2 separate regions of the Capsicum annuum genome follow, and region 1 is linked to region 2. The links are chromatin contacts, called in public Hi-C maps. All regions are on one chromosome and are shown on one strand. Each heading gives the region's core, a stretch centred on a gene start, on an enhancer-like site or on the middle of the called end of the contact. The rest is flanking DNA. Distances are from core to core; before and after follow the strand shown. Region 1 overlaps LOC107850218 (homogentisate phytyltransferase 1, chloroplastic). Region 2 has its middle 14 kb from the start of LOC107850198.

Region 1 (5,923 bases), core at 1,832-4,331, 110 kb after region 2:
TTTTTGTAAGACTAGAACAAACCCAAGACTAGAATCGTGAGAACGATCCTAAGCTGGGCTCTGATATCAATTGATATGACTCAAATTAAGAAAAGAGAAAATATACTATAAAAACTAAAGAAAATCGATAGAGATGATAAGATAGATACGAAAAAGATAATAGAAATAGCAATCAATAGATTTTTCAAATCCAAAGACCTCCAATTAAATTATCAAAAAGCACCTAAACTCTTAGGTTTGTCCTTGAGGGAATTGTAACGCCCTCGCAGCCAATTATTTCTAAACATGAATTCAACAAAATCTCATCAAGCTCAACTCTCTTTGGACTGTTTTTTCATCAATAAGCAAAAACTAAGGAATGAAAATCTAAAATTAGCTATTTATAGTCAAGACTATGTATTACATAAGTGACCCAAAAGTGGAACTTCAAATAAATCAAAAAAGTAGCCAAAGGTGGGTTGTTTCACTATAAAGAATCATCACCCACGTGAAGAATCGTCACCCAAGTCATCACAGACTTGAAGATTCGTTGCACCAACCGTCACAACTATGAAGATTTATCACACCAAACTGACCCAACTTGGCAGAATATCATTTTTCCCAATCCCCAGCCCAATCATTCATGATATGGAACCCGTTGGATGTGATCAAAATATGCTCAAGTACGTCCATCTTCACGAACAATTCTTGAAGGGCTTGGCTTCTTGTGAATGGTTTGAAGATGACTTGCATTGCATTAAGCTAGCATATTAGCATCAAGTATCTAGTCATAAGAGAATGTGTTAAAAATAAGAAAGTGTCATAGAACACATTAGCACTAAACTAATGTTAGCTGATCCCTTAACTAAAGGCATGCCACCAAAAAAATTTAAGGATCTTATAGTCAATGGAATTTAGTTCTATTATGTAAAAATTTCGTTGTAACAACAAATGTTTATGAAACTCTATTTTATGTGATATTTCTTTTATTTGTAACTGTATGCACATTCAGTTTTATTTTGAGAAATATCACTAGTGTGGACATAGATTAAATATTGAAGGTATTCGTTAATTCGTGTTGGCTAAGGCTTAGAGCCATAATGCATTGTGATACATGGAAGATACTACTCATTTTTAGAGGAATTATCATCATGATTCATGTATAATGTTTCACTTAAGGGATTAGAGTTTACAAGACCAAGTGGGAGAATGAATGTTGACATTTTCTAAAAAATGATTGGTAACTTCTCTGTAATTGCGTTGTAATTTTGTGGTAAGTTATAATCCCTTCCCCATTAATCAGATGCCTCTTATTTTGATATTCAAAATTGAAATTGTTGTAGAACTGCTAATCTATGATCTTGATGGGAGAACATTAGATACAAGTGTAGATCTGATTCGTGTCCCTAAGCATAACCTTTTTAAAAACTCCACACCATCTAAAGAGTGAAGGTTGAATGCTTAGAAGACTCACCAAAAAGGCAGTAGAGAAGTTGACATCAATGCCAACGATTTCGACAATGGTTGAAGGTACCCTATTTTTAAATTCCACTGAGTCATTGCTCTGTATTTCTAATATTTCCATCATCAAAAGATTTCACTGCGAGAGAAAAAAGTTGATTTTTTATAGCGCAAAGTCGCGCAGTTGATGATGAAGAACAACATCGGTCTTGAATGTTGGTTCCTAAATTCTGTGTTTCTTCCTTTACCTCCACTTCCAAATTCTACCTTCCGACCCAATCCGCAACCCACTTTGGTAGCAAGCCTATTCGAGCTTCCACCACCACCAATGGTTCAAGCATTAGATCTTCAATTACGAAATATTACTGAGGATTCCAAGGATTTTGCACTCCAAATGTGCAGATATTTATTAATTCGAGATAGGCTTTTTTGTTACGAAATTGCAGGTGAAGATGTTATTTACAAATCGTTATCACATGGAAGAAGTAGAAGAATGAAGAAGAGAAGCAACACAATGAAGAAGATGATGATGAAATACATGTAGTTGGAGGGTCAATTTTAGTACTCCCTCCGTTTCCAAAAGATTGATCTACCTTCCTTTTTAATTCGTTTAATATAGAATCCTTTCCTATTTTGATAACATTTTATTTTCAAGTTTCCACGTGACATGTTTAAAACCAAAATATTAAAGAGCATTTTGGTACTTTTACATAACTTTAATTTAAAATCACAAGATTAAAAATTCTTCTTTATTTTATTAAACTGCACGTCAAGTCAAAACATAGTCATTATTTTTTAAATGAAGGGAGTAATTAAAATAGCTGAATGGTCAATACCTATGTAATAAGTGGGTAATTTCTTTCAAGTAGACTATTTTTTGGGCAAGAAATTTAACCGAATGAATATTTTGTCTAATTTTCCCCCTTTTTTGCCCCTAAATAGGATGAAGTACAGTATAATCTACGTTGGACACTTTTGTATAATGTTTGACCGCCTGAACACGCATAAATGTGATTCATTAGGGACAAACAAAGGTGATCTCAAAACTCACTTGAACTTATTATGCCCGAGTTATTTTCAATTATAGAAACATGATATTCAACTTATAAATCTGAACGAGGGAGTAACTTAAAAATTGAAAATGCAAGAAAACCACTCTTGATATGGACGAATCATATGTATCCCTGATGAGAAGAAAACAATTTCACTTGTTCCTTGCAGTTTAGTAACAGATTTCCGAAACATATGTTTGGATAAATTTGGAATATTGGTTTTGATCTCATATTAGGCACTCCTTTTGCTAAAACTTACGACAAAAGACAGTACACTTCTCATCTTTTGACCTCATATAAGGCACTCTCTTTCCTTACTGTTATACTTTTTGCAAATTGCACGAGCCCAGCTTGAATTTTTTATTATTTCACTAAGATCAAAAGGTTTTAGTTCAATCGGTTCCTCAACCATAACCTATGTTTGTATGTCATACAAAACGAGTAATTTAATTTAGCTGATAATCAAACAATTAATTTGAATAATCATAAACAGTAAGAATGAACACAATTCGGTGCAAGATCTTTACCCAAAACTACATTTACCAGAATTCAAATAATTTTCAAAAATCTACAAGAATTGACAAGCTGCCAGCTAATTTAACCACACTTACATCCATCACGGTTAAAGGTGAAAGGCTGTATTATTCATGCGCTTAGTCATTCACCTCACAAGCGGTACGAGCAAATACTCTGCGTAGAAAAGCTGCCAACCAAAAAATGAAAGTTCATGGAATGAATATACATAAAGGAGTCATAAAAAGATGGCCTGAATAAGCAAGGTTCAAGCTAAATAAGGAAAGAAACTAAGGTGCATGCTGTACTGAACTCTAAGCACAGATTCAAGCTCAACTTTGTAGCGACATTGCCAAAGTATGCTTCACATTTGTAATGCAAAATATGCATTATTGATGCTACAGTATGTGTCATTTTCTCTATGCATGACGCTAATTACATTGAGACTATCAATTGTGAGTTTCACCCCTTCTATACATATTACTCCACCACTTCTAGGGAAGTTCATAAAAGCAGCATTTTCAGCTGAGACAAATCTAAGTGAAGTTACTAGAGATGACTTATTGTGTAGGCTTATTCTTGAGATTTGAGAAGCTGGTCATTATCTAATGCTGTAAAATTCTCCAAACCTCATCATGTTGCTCTATTGTTTTAATATACTTTCCCTAACATTAACGAACAAGTGTGGGCATTACGTCAGACAAAAGACTGCAGGTTGATAGGATCTCCCAAAAGAGGTCATGCTGAACACCAAGTTGAGAGACTATATACGCACACATAAATTTGTACTCGTCATATAAGTATGTACCGATGAGAGATTAACATTTTGGAATGCCATTATACTCTAGCAAGTGCAGGGAAATAAAAGGTGAACTGGTTTTACAGCCAAAGATATGGCATATGCACAAAACATAGCTAAAAAAGATCTTATTGTCTTGCTTTACATGCTAAATAGGGCCACAGTTTCGAGCTAACATGCTTTTTGCACGACTTTCTGGGAGAAATATTACCTTCCATATGAACATGTAAAAGGATGTTATTGCTGTTTTTTTACTAAAGTCAACTGATTTGGCTCGAGTCCAAAGTAAAAGAGCCAAAGCAGCATGACCCAGAACCTGACAAATGCAAATATAAGTACTCATGTCAGTGCAGGTCATTTGGAAGCTCAAATGTTGAATAAAGACCAACCTATACACAATGATCATATGCAGATTATTCACTGTAGCTTCAGCAACAATATGTTGGAAAGAATATCTAATTTTCCTATTTTGGTTAATTTTAGGTGAAAACTTCAGGCGGACTGCAATTCGTCTGAGCTTAGTCTTCTCTTCTGAGACTCAACCTCCTCTTTCATTTCCGCTTAAGCTTCCGCGCTTTTTCGAGCAAGACTATCTAGCACCCAGTTTTCAAGTTGTCAAATTTCTCAAAACTTCACGTGACACTCTCGCGTCATACAGGCTTTCATTGAAGCCCCTACAACATGGGATATTTGAAGAATCCCCTTTCTACAAACCTTTCTATAATATAAGAGAAGCTCTTCGAGCTTTCTTCGCATTTAATCCTTGTTTATCTGTTAGGTTTCAGTTCTTATCTTCGGCGCGGGGTCTTGCTAACACTCCACATTTCAAAGGTTGCTACACCTAATAATAGATAGTTATCTTTCCTTTTTGGTTACATATGTGATGTCGATTCAGACAGAAGCAGTAACCATCTTGCGAGTTTCCAAATAAGTGGTACCCTTTCTTTACTTTAGAGTCCGGTAGGGAGCCCGGATGGTGGAAGAGCAAGGGGAGGCCGGGGGAACTTTCGATCGGGGAGAGCTCAACAAGGTCGAGACCAAGACTTATCAGCCAGCAAGTAAACTACCTTAATCCCCTGCCTGGTCGTTTCGAGAATCAACCAACGGAAAAATCCGTAGCCCAGGTCACTCGACAGCTCAAAGCTGAAAAGTAGCCCACGTTAGAGGGGAAGATTAGCAAAGCGGGAAAAGAAAGAGGGAAGGGGAGCCTGATATCTCAGACAAAAAGAGGATAAATGAACTAATGCCCCAATCCACTACCTCATTGAGACCACAACTTCTGGAAGATGTAAAGAACCAGAGCTAAGAAACAAACAAGGGAAGTAGGACACAAAGTGGAATTACGATACGATAAAAGCCTGTAGGGAGAAATGGAAGGAAAAACAATAAAGGAGAAAAGACTAGGTTTACCTTTGTAAACTCTCCTAAATAATATAGTCCAGACTGCTTCTTCAATTACAACCCACAACACCAGTAAGATGGAGAACAAAAAGAAGAGATGCCCAATACAGGATATTGGTAAAGACTACATAGATTGGTGGTGGTGATTTAAGAAGAACAGAAGGAGCGAAATTTGGCTATTTTTCTGTTGCGAGGATCTGGCAATAATGTCATTATTTGCCACGCATGTGCCATGTTTTGTCTTTCAAGTAAAACAAAGTTCAGCCACTGCTGATAAATGATTTATGTTTTAAGGATGAAAGAGATTTTCCTTTTCGACCATACCAAAATTACATTCTTCCATTGCTTTGTCTGAGGTTTAAAACTAAAACTGAAAATTCTAGATATTGAAATAACAAGGCAGACAGAGAAGCAAAAAGACTTATTATTTGGCTGTTTACTATTTTATATGGATTTCTCATGCTATATAAGCCTCAGAATTCAGAACAGAAATACCATCATGCAGGGCAGAGATGATGTCTTTAAACTATATCTAGTCATACTGTTTTAGTGTCAGCTTGTGTCTGGCAATCTGTCTACTTACACTTTTTTCATTTGATAATTAACGATATCTCTATAAAACAATTATAAGAGTTAAAGATGCATTACAGTAAAATATTTGCTCCAGATGTTGGAAGATGTTGCACCAACTAAGATGGCAACAAGATAAGCCATTTCA
Region 2 (5,864 bases), core at 329-2,828:
TTTAAATTCAAAATCGATTATATGGCGTGCGGGTGCAAGAAGATGAAAGAAAAAGGAAAATTGGTCAAAATCCATTGATGAGGTCGCTAAGAGACTTGAAAAGTCTCAATTTTCGTTATTGTCTTATTATTTATTTATTTATTTATTTATTTATTTATTTATCTATTTGTTCATTCATTTGAGCCTCGGGTTCAAAAGTCTCAATTTTTGTTATTGTCTTATTATTTATTTATTTATTTCTCTATTTGTTCATTCATTTGAGCCTCGAAGTCAAAATTGTAATTTAATATAGGTGAAGCGAATTTTTGGTCCTTCAGGGTCCAAATACTAGTTTAGAACAAGTTATGAGCCAAAAACTCAAATGATTAAACTAGGACAGATGCAAATGGGGCAAAAGCTCAAATGATTAGACTAGAACAGGTTCATTTGAATGATTTAAGCCTAATGGTCTAAGTTTTTAATCTTCCCATTTCCCCTTTATGTGCTAGTTTTTTTTTTTTTTCATTTTTTTTGTACTTAGTTAAAATTTTCGCTAAGTCGTCAAAATTCATTTTGCACAAATCTTGAAAATAAACTTTTCCTTAATCGATTTCTTTTCAAAAATCAACTTTCCCTTTTAATGTTATTCAAAAAGTTATTTTCAAATAATTTGAATAACCGCAAGTTAATGGATACTTTTGATGCCTTAACAACCTTTCAGGAATATTAATCGGAACCACTCACTCGAAATTTCTAAACTTAAAAGATTTTTTCTATTTTTGATCTTTTAAGTAATATTTTTAGTTTTTCTTGATATTTTCTCAAAAATCAAGTGGCGACTCTATAATTTTTTAAATTATTACGAACTTTTCTTTACGATTTCAAAATAATTTAAAAAGTAGAAAAATAATGTTTTTCAATCCTTCAAATCGAAAAGGATAAAGCAGATCATATTTAATTTTATTTATTTTCATAGACAAGGAATGAGATATAACTAGGACCTAAGGTTTATGAGAGCAGGGAGGTACATTGTTTTCTTTCTAGAATTCAATCAGCTCAAACTTCATCATGAGGCCTAACAATTATTTAGACTATTGCCATAACTGTTGGCTAAACTATTCAATAAAGAAATATCACTACTTGCCCTTTAAAGTATTTCAATGCCACTGAGGAGAGAGATAGAAAAAATAAAATAGAGAAAGATGTTTGAAGAATGAAAAATTATTCTGGGGAGAAACAAGCAATGCCACTTATTTTGCCTTAAAAGTGGCATTCATTAACTAGAATTCGCCACAGAAATGATTCAACGTTAAGTAAAAAGTGATAGAAATAAGTCATCTTTTTAAAGTGGTATCAAAATAAGCTATTCAAAATAATTAATTTTGATTTATAAATTTTTTTAATTAAGGCATTATCCCTGTTGAACAATAAAAATTTGTATAAAATGAAATTAAAAATTCTGATATTTAAAATAGAATTAAAAATTTCAAGATATGAAATGGGATTAAAAGTTCCGAGTTATAAGTCAGAATATTTCGGCTTTAATTAAAAAGTTCATTCATCTTCAACCTTGGTTCCCCACCATTAACGAACAAAAAAAGCTTGAAGCACCCACCCGATCCCATTGTTAGGATTTAGATACACAATATACAACCAATCCATATATGTATTATAATCCAGCGGTCCCACACGAGTAAAAGAAATTTAAAAAATTGAAATTCCCAGATCCACAAAGGTCCGAAACACGATCCAAAATTCAAAAAAAAAAATTGAATCTAAAACTGCCACTTCATTTTGGGTATTCTTTTAAAAATTCTCTGCTACTTATTGTAATGACCCTCTCATATTGATATTTAAAAGAAAAAAATCATTGTTTCCACCTCAAATTATATATAAAAGTCATGTTATTACCTCCCCGCAATATCTATGTCCAAATTCAATGCGCCATGTGATGGTGTCACGTGTCTAATTTAATTATTCTGTTTTATTAAATAAAGAAAAAAATTACATAAATCCCTAATTTAAGCCACCATATTACATAATATCCATATATATTTTAAAAATTACATAAAATCCCTATTTTCATATTTACTAATGATACATATGCTATAACTTACCTATCCTATTTTTTCTCCTCTTTTCACGCCATCTTTCTCTTTCTTTTTACATCTTCTCTTTTCACGCCATATATCTCTTTCTTTTTATGCATATCTTTTTTTTTACCACAAATTATTCCCGTAAAATCTCTCTCATTTTAGTAGTTTTTGAGTCAACTTTATTTCAATAATTCAACTGATTTCAACCGTTCATCCTTTAATTTTAGAAAGTGACAACTTCTTCAAAGAGGTTAGCTTATTGTTTATGCTTTAAAATCCTTTTGTGTTAATTTGTTTTATCTTCAATGGCTAATGAAGATTCACCCTCATTCAGCTTGGGGATTTCACAAATTGAAACACAAATAGTTGTTCGTGATAGTAATCAGATCGTGGGTTTTACTTCGGACAGTTTTGATTACACCAAATTAGGTTTTAGTGAAAATCGGTCAAAGCAGCGGAACGATCCTGAAAATTGAAGATTTTAAGAGAAGCTTTTGCTGCAAAAAATCAAGTTTTCCACATGCAAATGGAAGATAGAGATGAAATTGAACAAATTCCCAAATTTTCGTTGGAGCAGGTTTATTTTTGCAACTAATAACGGGGTTTTTTTAAATGGTGATTCATATGGGTGATTCATACAATTGCAGATTAACAGATTAACTTATTACTTGGTGATTCATATCTTTTTGGTGATTTATAAATGGTGATGGTGATTCATAGATATTGATTAATATAATCGATTCTTTTAATTAGTGATTCATATGAGTGCTTCATATAACTGCATATTAATAGATTAACTGGTTATTTTGTGATTTATATTTAATTGATGATACATATATGGTGATGGTGATTCATACATATTGATTAATATAACTGATTATTTTAACTAGTGATTCATAACGGTGCTTTATATAACTGCATATTAACAAATTAACTGGTTATTTTGTGATTCATATTTATTTGGTGATACATATATGGTGATGGTGATTCATAGATATTGATTAATATAACTGATTCTTTTAACTAGTGATTCATAAGGGTGCTTCATATAACTGCATATTTATTTGTGATTCATACAGAATAACTGGTTATTTTGTGATTCATGTTTATTTGTTAATTCATACGGTGATTCATATGTGTGACACATTATACATATGGGTGATTCATATGCTTGTTACTTTTAACAGTTGCTTCATATAAGTGATTCATATGCTTGTGACTTTTATTCTCTGTGGATAACTTTTTTTGTTTATATATATGTACTCATTTTTTATACATATGTACTCATATAAGTAAATCAGCAAATGATAGCACTTTATGTACTCATTTTTTTGTTGTTGTAATTTATAAATATGTGATTCAGTTGACTTATGAATCATCTGCTGATTTGTGTTATTGACAGAATGTTAGTTTGCTTGTGAAAAAACGACCTTCCCACAATGTAAGGATTGGTAGTACACATAATCTCAATGTGGTAGATAAGCTTAACGAAGTTCTGAATGATGAAGAAATTAGAATGTTCAGAAGCACTTATTTGGGGTCATTTCTGGACCTACCCAATTGTAATTTTCAAGGATCGATAGCAAGGTGTTTGATGACCTTAGAAGTCTTAACACTCATGTAAAGATCAATAATACAATTCTAAGGTTTTCATTGTATGAGTTTGCTATCGTTACCGGCTTGAAATGCCAACGTAGCGTTGATGATTTTGAGTATTCAGACCTTCCACCATGTCGACTGCAAAGAAAATATTTTCCAAATTCGTCACCATGTGTGAAAAGAAGTGAGTTGGTCGATCTTTTCTTGACTAAAACTGGGGAAAAAATATGAAAGGTGCGGTGAAAATTGGGATATTGTACTTTATACACACATTTGTGTTCTCCCAATTAGATAAAATTAATATCCCTGCCCGAGACTTCCACATGGTGGATGATGGAAGTTATAGTCGTTTTCCATGGAGAAAAGTAGGTTTTGAAAAATTGATGTCTTTTATTATCCGGTCGATGAATGAGGTCCAAAAGTTTTACCGTATGAGTGGCCTTCCATACGCGCTTCAGATTTAGTGGTATGAATGTTGTGCCAAAGTTGATGAATTACTTGCCGTTCGTGTTCACAATTTAATTCCAAGAATGGTGAATTGGAAAGTGGTAAAACCCAAGCCTAGATACAAGGATCTTATGGACGATATGTTTAGTAAGGTAGTGTTTATTTCACCGTTATACTTTTGTATGTCTATTTGTAATTTTTAAGGTACTTCTAATTTTTGATCTTTTGTGTTACTTTTTTTTGAAGCTTGTATACAGGAATATAACCCCGTCACCACGGGAATTGAACCATCTTGAATTGCCAAATCCTTTGATGTTTGGTTCAACAGATGATGCGACAAATGTAGCACAAGCAGTAGCTGTAAAACAACAATCTGAATTTGGAGATGAATTTGATGATTTTAGTACACCTTCTAGTGTAGGCCTTCTAAAAAAGATGAGGCTTGATACTGGTCAATCTTCATATCCTCCTGTGAAGAAACAAAAAATAGTTGAGGAGTCAGAAAAGGTTCGATTACGAGCAACAAAGTCTAAAAAATAGTCAGACAAGTTGTCCAAAGATAAAAATTTGGCAGATTCTTCAATTGATCATTCGGAGCCCCGAGTTTCATTGGATAAAGACAAAGTTGTGCCTAATGTTGAGATGAGGGATGCCGATAAATCACCTGCTGCTTCAGAGAAAAATCTATCACTATCCAAGTCTGATTTGGACGAGATAAAGTCTTATGTTAGGACTTATGTAAGTATAAAATTTTGTTGTTTTTGTTCTGTTAATGTTAAAACATATTATAGGTTATCATGAAGTCCAAAATGTTATTCACAATGTAGGTTGACATGAAATTCAATGATATCCAAAAGTTGATGGTCGATCAGTATACAGGACTTCAGGGAGTTGTGAAATAAGATTTTGTTTCATTTGACAAGGTATTCATAGTTTATCACTAGTATCACTATGCTACTGTATTATTCTAATTTCTTATCTTGCAGGTTGCTCAGTGCATGAAAGTGAAAAAGGCAACCCGAATAAAGAAGTGGATCCTCCTCAATCTGTTAATGAGCACACAATGGATGCTAAAAGTTATAATGTTGTAGATGCTGCTGGTCAATCATCTAAATTAGGTGTCAATGAAGGAGAATCCTTGAAGGTAATTAAATTGACTTAATTATATTATCGTTTGTTACAACTTGCTCAAAATATTACCTTCTAATAGTTTAGATTTTATTTTTTTAATTGCTCGAACTGTTACTATAATGGTGTGTATGTATTTATTAAGTTACTCATATGAATCACTGTGATACATCTGACATCATATGAATCACTGTGATACATCTGACATCATATGTATCACTTTGATATATCTGACATCATATGTATCACTTTGATACATCTGACATCATATGTATCACTTTGATGCTTATAGACAATTTAAACAAACTTGTAGTAATTGATTCATCATATGTTTTCAATTTTTTCAATTTTTTCATATTAACATGTTACGTTTAATTACTAATAGGAAGATGAGAGTTCGTATACAGACAAGCTGGAAGAAGATGATAGGCATATTACAGATGCTGAAGTAGTTGAAGCTATAATGAAAGAACGCGTAAGGGTAATATCAATTTACTTATAACAAATTTTATTTTGTAATTTGAAGTAGTTCTTTATAAAGTTCACAACCTTATTTTAAGTTTTTATGTGGCATAAAATTTTTTCACCAACAATGCTTTTGTCTTATTATAGATG

Evidence for each region. Hi-C and Micro-C count contacts between places; a contact is called where the count stands out from the background.
Region 1: a Hi-C map of leaf shows a contact between it and region 2, with 4 times the contacts expected there. The contact joins two enhancer-like sites. A contact is called at or near these places in 2 of 5 Hi-C or Micro-C datasets (leaf and placenta).

What each region holds. Positions count from the first base shown.
Region 1 is chr7:49,634,165-49,640,087 of UCD10Xv1.1, forward strand. LOC107850218 (homogentisate phytyltransferase 1, chloroplastic) reads right to left here. Exons shown (of 11, transcript XM_047393535.1): 10 at 5,854-5,923; 11 at 2,943-3,195. The coding sequence ends at 3,154. Among protein-coding and RNA genes, the nearest start is that of LOC107850218, 26 kb to the right of the region's middle. Within about 2 kb of position 3,082, at least 3 of the 5 cell types and tissues checked have an H3K27ac peak or open chromatin away from gene starts, as enhancers often do. A contact at or near this core is called in leaf, where this site is marked.
Region 2 is chr7:49,523,578-49,529,441 of UCD10Xv1.1, forward strand. No RefSeq gene overlaps it. Among protein-coding and RNA genes, the nearest start is that of LOC107850198, 14 kb to the left of the region's middle. Within about 2 kb of position 1,579, at least 4 of the 5 cell types and tissues checked have an H3K27ac peak or open chromatin away from gene starts, as enhancers often do. A contact at or near this core is called in leaf, where this site is marked.